Regions from separate parts of the Mus musculus genome. Here region 2 is linked to region 1. The links are chromatin contacts, called in public Hi-C maps. All regions are on one chromosome and are shown on one strand. Each heading gives the region's core, a stretch centred on a gene start, on an enhancer-like site or on the middle of the called end of the contact. The rest is flanking DNA. Distances are from core to core; before and after follow the strand shown. Region 1 holds the start of Pak2 (p21 (RAC1) activated kinase 2). Region 2 overlaps Pak2 (p21 (RAC1) activated kinase 2).

Region 1 (3,577 bases), core at 709-3,208:
AAGAGAATGGATATTGTTGTCTTATTGATTCTTTCCCGGGGTTTGTTCCACTTTTATTATTTATTCATCTTAAAGAGTTGTGGTAGGTTCTTTTGGATACAGAAAACAGAAAAACTGCTCACCTCACCTAAGAGTGGTGGTAGGTGGTTAATGTGTATCCCAGTCACTTTCCAAGAATATCTATCTGTTTGCTAGTTATTTTGGAGAATGCTATATGCTTTAGGAACTAAAATGATTGCTTGCAATTCTAATCAATTGGAATATAGTGGATTTAAGGATTATTCTAGAAAAGCTACTTATTTTGATAATCCATGTTCAATGCTACTCATAGGGAAATAGAGGTAAGCAGCCAACATCCATGTAAAGTGACATACAGCCCTATGTTACTCAAACATACATCCTATGTTACTAGCAGGTGGCTGAATGTAGATTTGATAGGCTGCAAAGAATAGGGTGTCATGTAGTTCATCTGACCTCCGACTCTCTATGTAACCATTCTTGTCCCCTATCCGTCCTCTACCTCTCAGTACTCAAATTCCTCATCTTACCTCAGCCACCTGAGTGCTGGAATTACAGGTTTGCTTCATCATATCTTGTACTACAGTACTTTTTTTTTCTTTTCGAGACAGGGTTTCTCTCTATATAGTCCTGGCGGTCCTGAAACTCACTTTGTAGACCAGGCTGGCCTCGAACTCAGAAATTCGCCTGCCTCTGCCTCCCAAGTGCTAGGATTAAAGGAGTATGCCACCTCGCCCAACTACTACAGTACTTTCTAATATACCCATCTTACACCAAGGTGCAGCTACATAAGTCTTGTGGTTTTGGTTGTGAGCCTAGCCTTCATCTCTCACTGACCGTGGCAATCCTCTTCCTACTTGTAATCCTTTCCCCTCAGTTCTTCCGAGTTCCTTTTTCTGTTTTAACTGCCACCTTCTCTGTCCACTCTGTCCACGGTAATCCCTCAGCTTTTTCCCCACCTTGTAACAGGTATCAGTGTTTTGGTTTTTATGTTTTCATACGTTTTTTTGGTTGTTTTTTTTCTGAGACAGGGTTTCTCTGTATAGCCCTGGCTTTCCTGGAACTCACTCTGTAGACCAGTCTGGCCTCGAACTCAGAAATCTGCCTGCCTCTGCCTCCCGAGTTCTGGGATTAAAGGCGTGCGCCACCACCGTTTTCATGTTTTTAACCTTTACAAAGACTAGGTGAAGCATGTTCATTTCTGGTACCTAAATGGTCTTTTGTAGATATTAGATATTGACATAGTTGTGGAATAAGAATACATGAATTAACTCCTCCATTGATAAAATACAGAAAAATAAAAAAATCTTTGTTTTGCAAAGAGGGAGGACCTAATTTAGCAGCATAATCTGATTCAACTTAATCTGGTTAAATTTGTAGGAAAAAAAAAAGCGGTGGCGTCGCATTCCTTTAATCGAGGCCAGCCTGGTCTTCAAAGTGAGTTCCAGGACAGCCAGGGCTATACAGAGAAACCCTGCCTCCAAAAAACCAAACCAAACCAAACCAAACCAAAAAACAAAGTGAGCTGGGCAGTACCTCTTCAGGAGGCAGAAGCAGGAGGATCTCTAGTTCAAAGTCAGCCTGGACTACAGAGTGAGTTCCAGGACAGCCAGGACTCGAAAAGCCATCCCTCCCCACAAAACACCAATTGGTGAATGGATACATTCTCAGAAACAAAGACCCTCTACACACAAATATGTTTGGATCAGCTGTTCTCCGTCAGCTTTGTCAGTAGGTAAACCGTAACTGCAGACAATGCAGAATGCTGATAAATGAGGGACAGGTTTTCTCTGTAACGCCCACTGTCCTGAGTCTCCCTAACAGATGACTAGACTACGGTTCCCAGCCGCCCTGTGAAAGCCCGCCCCTCGGGTCATGACGCCACTTTCAGGGCGGGGCTGTCTTACGGCCCCGCCCCGCGCCCCCGCCGCCGCCCTCCCCCAGGGTTGTGGCCACGCGCAGCGGCAGCGGTTGTTCCGCTTCCCCTCCGGCCCGGGCCGTCGCCATTGCCGAAGGCTCCTGCCCTCCCCTCCCTGGCCCAAGGGGTTCTGCGCCTCACGGCCTCGGTAGCGACGGCCGCGCCCCGCGCCGCTCCCCTCCGCCCTGCCCTCCTCCCTCTCAGCGCCCCAGCGCAGTGCTCGCCCGCGTCGGCCAAGCAGCCCGCCCTGGGTCGGGCGGAGACCTTTCCTCTCTGGTAAGTGCGGTTGCCGCTCGCCCGGGCCGGGCCGGGCCGGGCCGAGCCGCCGCCCTCCTCCCGCCTCCGCGGCCTGGGCCCAGCGGCCCGGGACGCCAGCACCTGCGGGCGGGCCCGCGGCTCCGGGCGGTGGCTCATTGTCTGCGCCCTGGCTCTAAGCTTCGGCCGAGAGGAAGCTTGCTGGGCTGTGGGGACCCTGGCCACTCCGGCCGTCCTTGCCCTTCTCTCCCGCCGGCGCTGCACCGGACGACTCGGGTTTGTTCCTGGATGTTCCCTCCTTTACCAGCTGCGTTCTCTGCAGTCTCGTCGCTCGGGAATCCTGTCGCGAGCTCCTTAAGTTCAGTGTGTAAACTCTTCCTCCTCCTCCACATTAGGAAAAAGTTTTTGCCGGGCTCTGGGAGCCTGCGTTTAAGAACAGAAGTTAAGGATCTTACGGTTTTTGCTTGATCTTTAGCCAGGAGGTGAATATTTGCTTCTTAAGGTTAACTTGGGCTGAGGTTGGCTTTTCACCATGTTTGGCTGTCTGAAACACGCGCGCCCTCACAAGAAAAAAAAAAAGTTGCTGCAAATAACTTAATGGACTCAGCCTTTTGATTAGTTCTAGATCAAGTCGTCCAAGACAGAAGTGTGTTAAATAATTGCCATTGTGGCTTGATGGGAAGGAGGCTCTCTCCATCCCCTGTCTTAATAGAACTAGGTAGAGTGGAAGTGAGATTTGTTTCCTCTTTGACAAATCACCAACTCCCATCGATAGCCGCCAGGTTCTTCTTTACAAGTGACCTGTAGATTTTCCAGCTTTTCGTTTCTAACCTTTTAAAAAAAGACAACCAAACCGGTTAGGCCCAAAATTAGACAACGACGAGCTGAGCTGTGTTTTGGGTGAAGGTTGTGCACGTCACGTTTTTCCCCTGCTGTATTCGACTCTTCCGCTCTTATAAAGTAGGCAGGATATTGAAATAAATACACAAGAATTTGCTCTGGGGATTTTTTTTTTTTTTTTTTTGGTAGAGCTATCCAAAAGAATAGTATGAATAAAATTAGGTTGGGATGAAGGCAGTGAGTAGTAATTTTTAAAACAGGTTAGGGCACGTCAACTTTGCCAGAAGCTCTGTGGCATTTGTAGAACATTCTTGCTTGTCTCTACCCCAGTTCTTCAGTTGGGGTGTGTGTGTGTGTGTGTGAAGGAAGCCTTTTTCGTATACTTTTATACCCATCCTCTGCCTTTCCTAGACAGGGCCTCATTCCAGCTCAGGCTGTTGTGACACTCTTCCTGTCTCAGCCTTGTGTGCTGGGATTACACGTGTTAGCCAACATATTTGGTAGCCTCTCTTTTTAGGTCTTTCTAGAGATTAATTAGCCAGGAAC
Region 2 (3,577 bases), core at 676-3,175, 58 kb after region 1:
TCTTGGTTAAAAGAATGTTTTGCATATGTGTTTGCCACGGCACATGCATGGAGGCCAGAGGCCAGGGTGTAAGGATGGCTTCCCCACTTTACCTTGCGAGTTCTTGAATTTAACTCAGGTTGTCCTACTTGGCAGCCATCACTCAGGACCCAGAAAAATTTCTCTTCAAAACATACATTGCAGCCGGGCGTGGTGGCACACGCCTTTAATCCCAGCACTTGGGAGGCAGAGGCAGGCGGATTTCTGAGTTCGAGGCCAGCCTGGTCTACAGAGTGAATTTCAGGACAGCCTGGGCTACACAGAGAAATCCTGTCTGGAAAAACCAAAAACAAAAAACAAAAACAAAAAACCATACTTTGCACTTGCTTGTGTCAACCACTGTACCAGAATTTTGACTATATATGGCTGATAAAATCTAATCTCTTTCTTTTTCTGTATTTAAGTGTTGTATTGCTTTTTCTTTTTGGTTACAATGTGTGTGGGTGCTTTGTAGCTGTAAATGACCTTGAATTTCTGATTTTCCTACCTCTGCTTCCCAAGTTCTGGAACTATCGATGTGTGTACCACACAGTAGTATGTGGTGCTGAGAACTGACCCCACGGCATCATGAATGCTAAGGAAGAACCCTTGATTCAGTCACATATCAGCCATTTGATGCCTTTTCTTACACATTTAGGTACCTGTGTATAGCAAGTAGGGTCTCACAGATGAACCTTGGCCACTATATTCCAAGGACAGAGGAAAGGTTAGATCTTTGTTACTGCAGGTACCAGTGTCAGTCGGGGAATGTGACTCCTTCACTGTAGCTGCTGAAATTACCACAGATTGGGACAGGAGTAGTGTTAGAGATCCCAGCGCAACAAACTCTTGTGATGGAGTGAGAAAGGGTCGCCTGTACATCCTCAGCACTGAAACAAGAAGAAAGCCATATGCTGTTGGGCACGTGAGTTAGGTGGGTCCTGAAGGTCTCGGCGAGCAGTGAGGAGCTAAATCCCTTGGCCTCTGGTCCCTACATATGGAAATACAAAACTGCCACTGGAGAGGACAGGCTTAGAGAGGCCAGAGGGTGAGTCTTGATTCACTGTCATTTTGTGAGAGACCTTAATATGCCAAAATGTTCTATTTTTAGGCATTATACCTGATAGCTACAAATGGAACTCCTGAACTTCAGAATCCAGAAAAACTTTCCCCAATATTTCGGGATTTCTTAAATCGGTGTTTGGAAATGGATGTGGAGAAAAGGGGTTCGGCCAAGGAACTGTTACAGGTCAGCTTGGTGACGGTGGCTTTGGGGAGGCCCTTGGTGCAGCTGATGCCTCCCTGTTTACCTGCCAGGAGTCCAACAGCTACTGCAGTTTAGGCTTTCACTTATGCTAGTAAAGTTTGTTTCAGAATTTAACTCTGTGTGTGTATGAGTGTGTGTGTGTATATGTATGCGTGTGTGTGTGTGTGTGTGTGTGTGTGTGTGCATGTGCGCATACAGACTTGCATGAAGGAGACTTGCAAGAGTTGATGCTCTCCTTCCAGCACGTAGGTCTCAGAGATGCAGGTCATCAGACTTGTTAGCGAGGGCCTTTATCTGCTGAACCATCTCTTTGGCCCTTAAAAAAGTATGTTTAATTCCATAATTTGTTTTTATCATAGTAGTAAGTTTCTATAATTAATCACTCTTGGACCTGTTCATTTCTGTCATGAGTATACTTATGACTATTAACTCTGAAGAACTAATTTTTGTTTCTTTATTCGTTTCTTTATATGTGGCCCAAGCTGGCCTACAGCTCACTGTGTGCTTAAAGACAGGGAATGATCTTGAGCGTCCTGCCTAGGCAGTGCTAGGGATTGAGCCCAGGGCTCTATGCAGATAAGGCACCCGCTCTGCCTTCTGAGGGATCTCTCCGGCCCCTTAAGTCTGTAGATGGTAAGCAGCTAGCAGCTTACTTGGTATTAGTTAAATGGTTCTCTGGGTAAAAGTACTTGCCACTAAGCCTGCATGCCTAGACTTGATCCCTAGAACCTGCCCCCCCACACACACACACATAAACACAGTTGCACACTAAATAAATGTAATTGAAGAAAATAAAAAGGATCCAGGTGTAATGGTGCATACCTTTAATCCTGCACTTAAGGATCTTTGAGTTCAAGGACAGCCAGAGCTACACAGAGAAAACTTGTCTCAAAAAATGGACAAGTAGAAAGAGAGGGAGTGAGGAGGAGGAGGAGGAAGAACAGAAGGAGAAGGAGGGAGAAAAGGGGGGGTAATTTTTTAGGTAATAAGCAAGAAGATTGCTGTGAGTTAGAGGCCAGGATAAGTTATATACACCTTAGCTCAGAAAGCCAAAACCAGGGCTGGGAGATGTCTTGGTTGATCAAGTACCTGCTACACACTTGAGGACTTGAGTTTCCATCCCTAGCACCCACATAAGAAGCTAAGTGTGGCTATATATGTTTATAAACCCTCGTGCTGAGGGAATAGACAGACCCCCGGGGCTTGTTTGGTCAGCCTAATCAGGAAATACGGGGAAGAGTGACAGAGGAGAGTGTCAGAGGAGAGCTCCTGGCGACCTCTGGTCTCCACAGATGCACACAGATAAGATGAGAGCATACAGCCACAAACAAGCTCATTCACCACACACAAACCACCCCTCCTGGGGCTGTAAAAGTGATGTGCCGCGTGTGAGGGCTTTAGTTTGTTAAATGATCCAGAGGTAATTTGGGGGCTAGAGTTTCTAAATGAGAAACACCTCTAAGCTTTCTCTCTCCCTTCCATTTGGCAGCATCCTTTCCTGAAACTGGCCAAACCATTGTCTAGCTTGACGCCACTGATCCTGGCAGCTAAAGAAGCAATGAAGAGTAACCGCTAACATCGTCACCGAGGCCTCCTATTCCCTTATCCATTTTTTAAAAGAAGTCTTTTAATACATGAAATTGTTACTCTGAGGGGTGTAAAGAGACAGTCTGCATCACATGGAGGAAAAAAAAAACTATTATTTTCTAAAGATGACCAAGAGAAAATTGCAGTAAGAGAGCTATGACTTTGAAATGAGCCCCTGCTTTAGGGTCCAAGAGGAACGGTGGACTGCATCACTAGCCTTACATGTCCCGCAGACCGCGCTTGACGTTCGCATACTGTGTGATGACTTTTAGTATGGCAGATCCTGTTCCTGTCTCCCCTGGGGGATTTCCCATACTTGAATGTCAGATTCAAGTTTTTCTGAGTATTTCATCTGCTGATCTTCTCTCCTTCGTGACCTTCCCTTCCTCTAACCCTTTCCTTTTAAGTTGTCGTTCGGAGTTTTTCTTATGCCTAAATGCAAGGCAGATGTGATAAAATGATTGATGTAGCTCTTTACATTGGGAAAGGAGCTTGACATGCTTAGCTTCCTATAGAAGTCAGGACCGGCTGGTGTGCGGAGTGTTTCAGTTCAGAGCCTAAACTGAAAGGGGGAAAGTATGTGATTTTTACCTTTTTTAACAAATGTGAAAGAGTCAGCTTTAGAAATTTTGTGGTAGTAAGTTTGACATTTGTTACATGTATAGAAAGAGGACTAATAATCTATATTTATAACTAAATCATTGA

What was found. Hi-C and Micro-C count contacts between places; a contact is called where the count stands out from the background.
Region 2: a Hi-C map of rod photoreceptor shows a contact between it and region 1, with 2.2 times the contacts expected there. The contact joins the enhancer-like site here to the promoter of Pak2 in region 1. A contact is called at or near these places in 3 of 39 promoter capture datasets (embryonic stem cells and hippocampal neurons), 1 of 15 datasets of contacts at CTCF or cohesin (CD8 T cells), 6 of 484 Hi-C or Micro-C datasets (the N1E-115 cell line, bone marrow-derived macrophages, brown adipocytes and 3 more), 12 of 115 datasets of contacts at active chromatin or transcription factors (the 230-238 cell line, CD8 T cells, the SCID.adh cell line and 6 more) and 4 of 9 other capture datasets (adipose tissue, embryonic stem cells, liver and 1 more).

The regions. Positions count from the first base shown.
Region 1 is chr16:32,077,723-32,081,299 of GRCm38.p6, reverse strand. Pak2 (p21 (RAC1) activated kinase 2) reads left to right here and starts at 1,958. Exons shown (of 15, transcript NM_177326.3): 1 at 1,958-2,212.
Region 2 is chr16:32,019,464-32,023,040 of GRCm38.p6, reverse strand. Pak2 (p21 (RAC1) activated kinase 2) reads left to right here. Exons shown (of 15, transcript NM_177326.3): 14 at 1,130-1,267; 15 at 2,775-3,577. The coding sequence ends at 2,861. Among named protein-coding and RNA genes, the nearest start is that of Senp5, 18 kb to the right of the region's middle. Within about 2 kb of position 1,925, at least 4 of the 459 cell types and tissues checked have an H3K27ac peak or open chromatin away from gene starts, as enhancers often do. A contact at or near this core is called in rod photoreceptor, where this site is marked.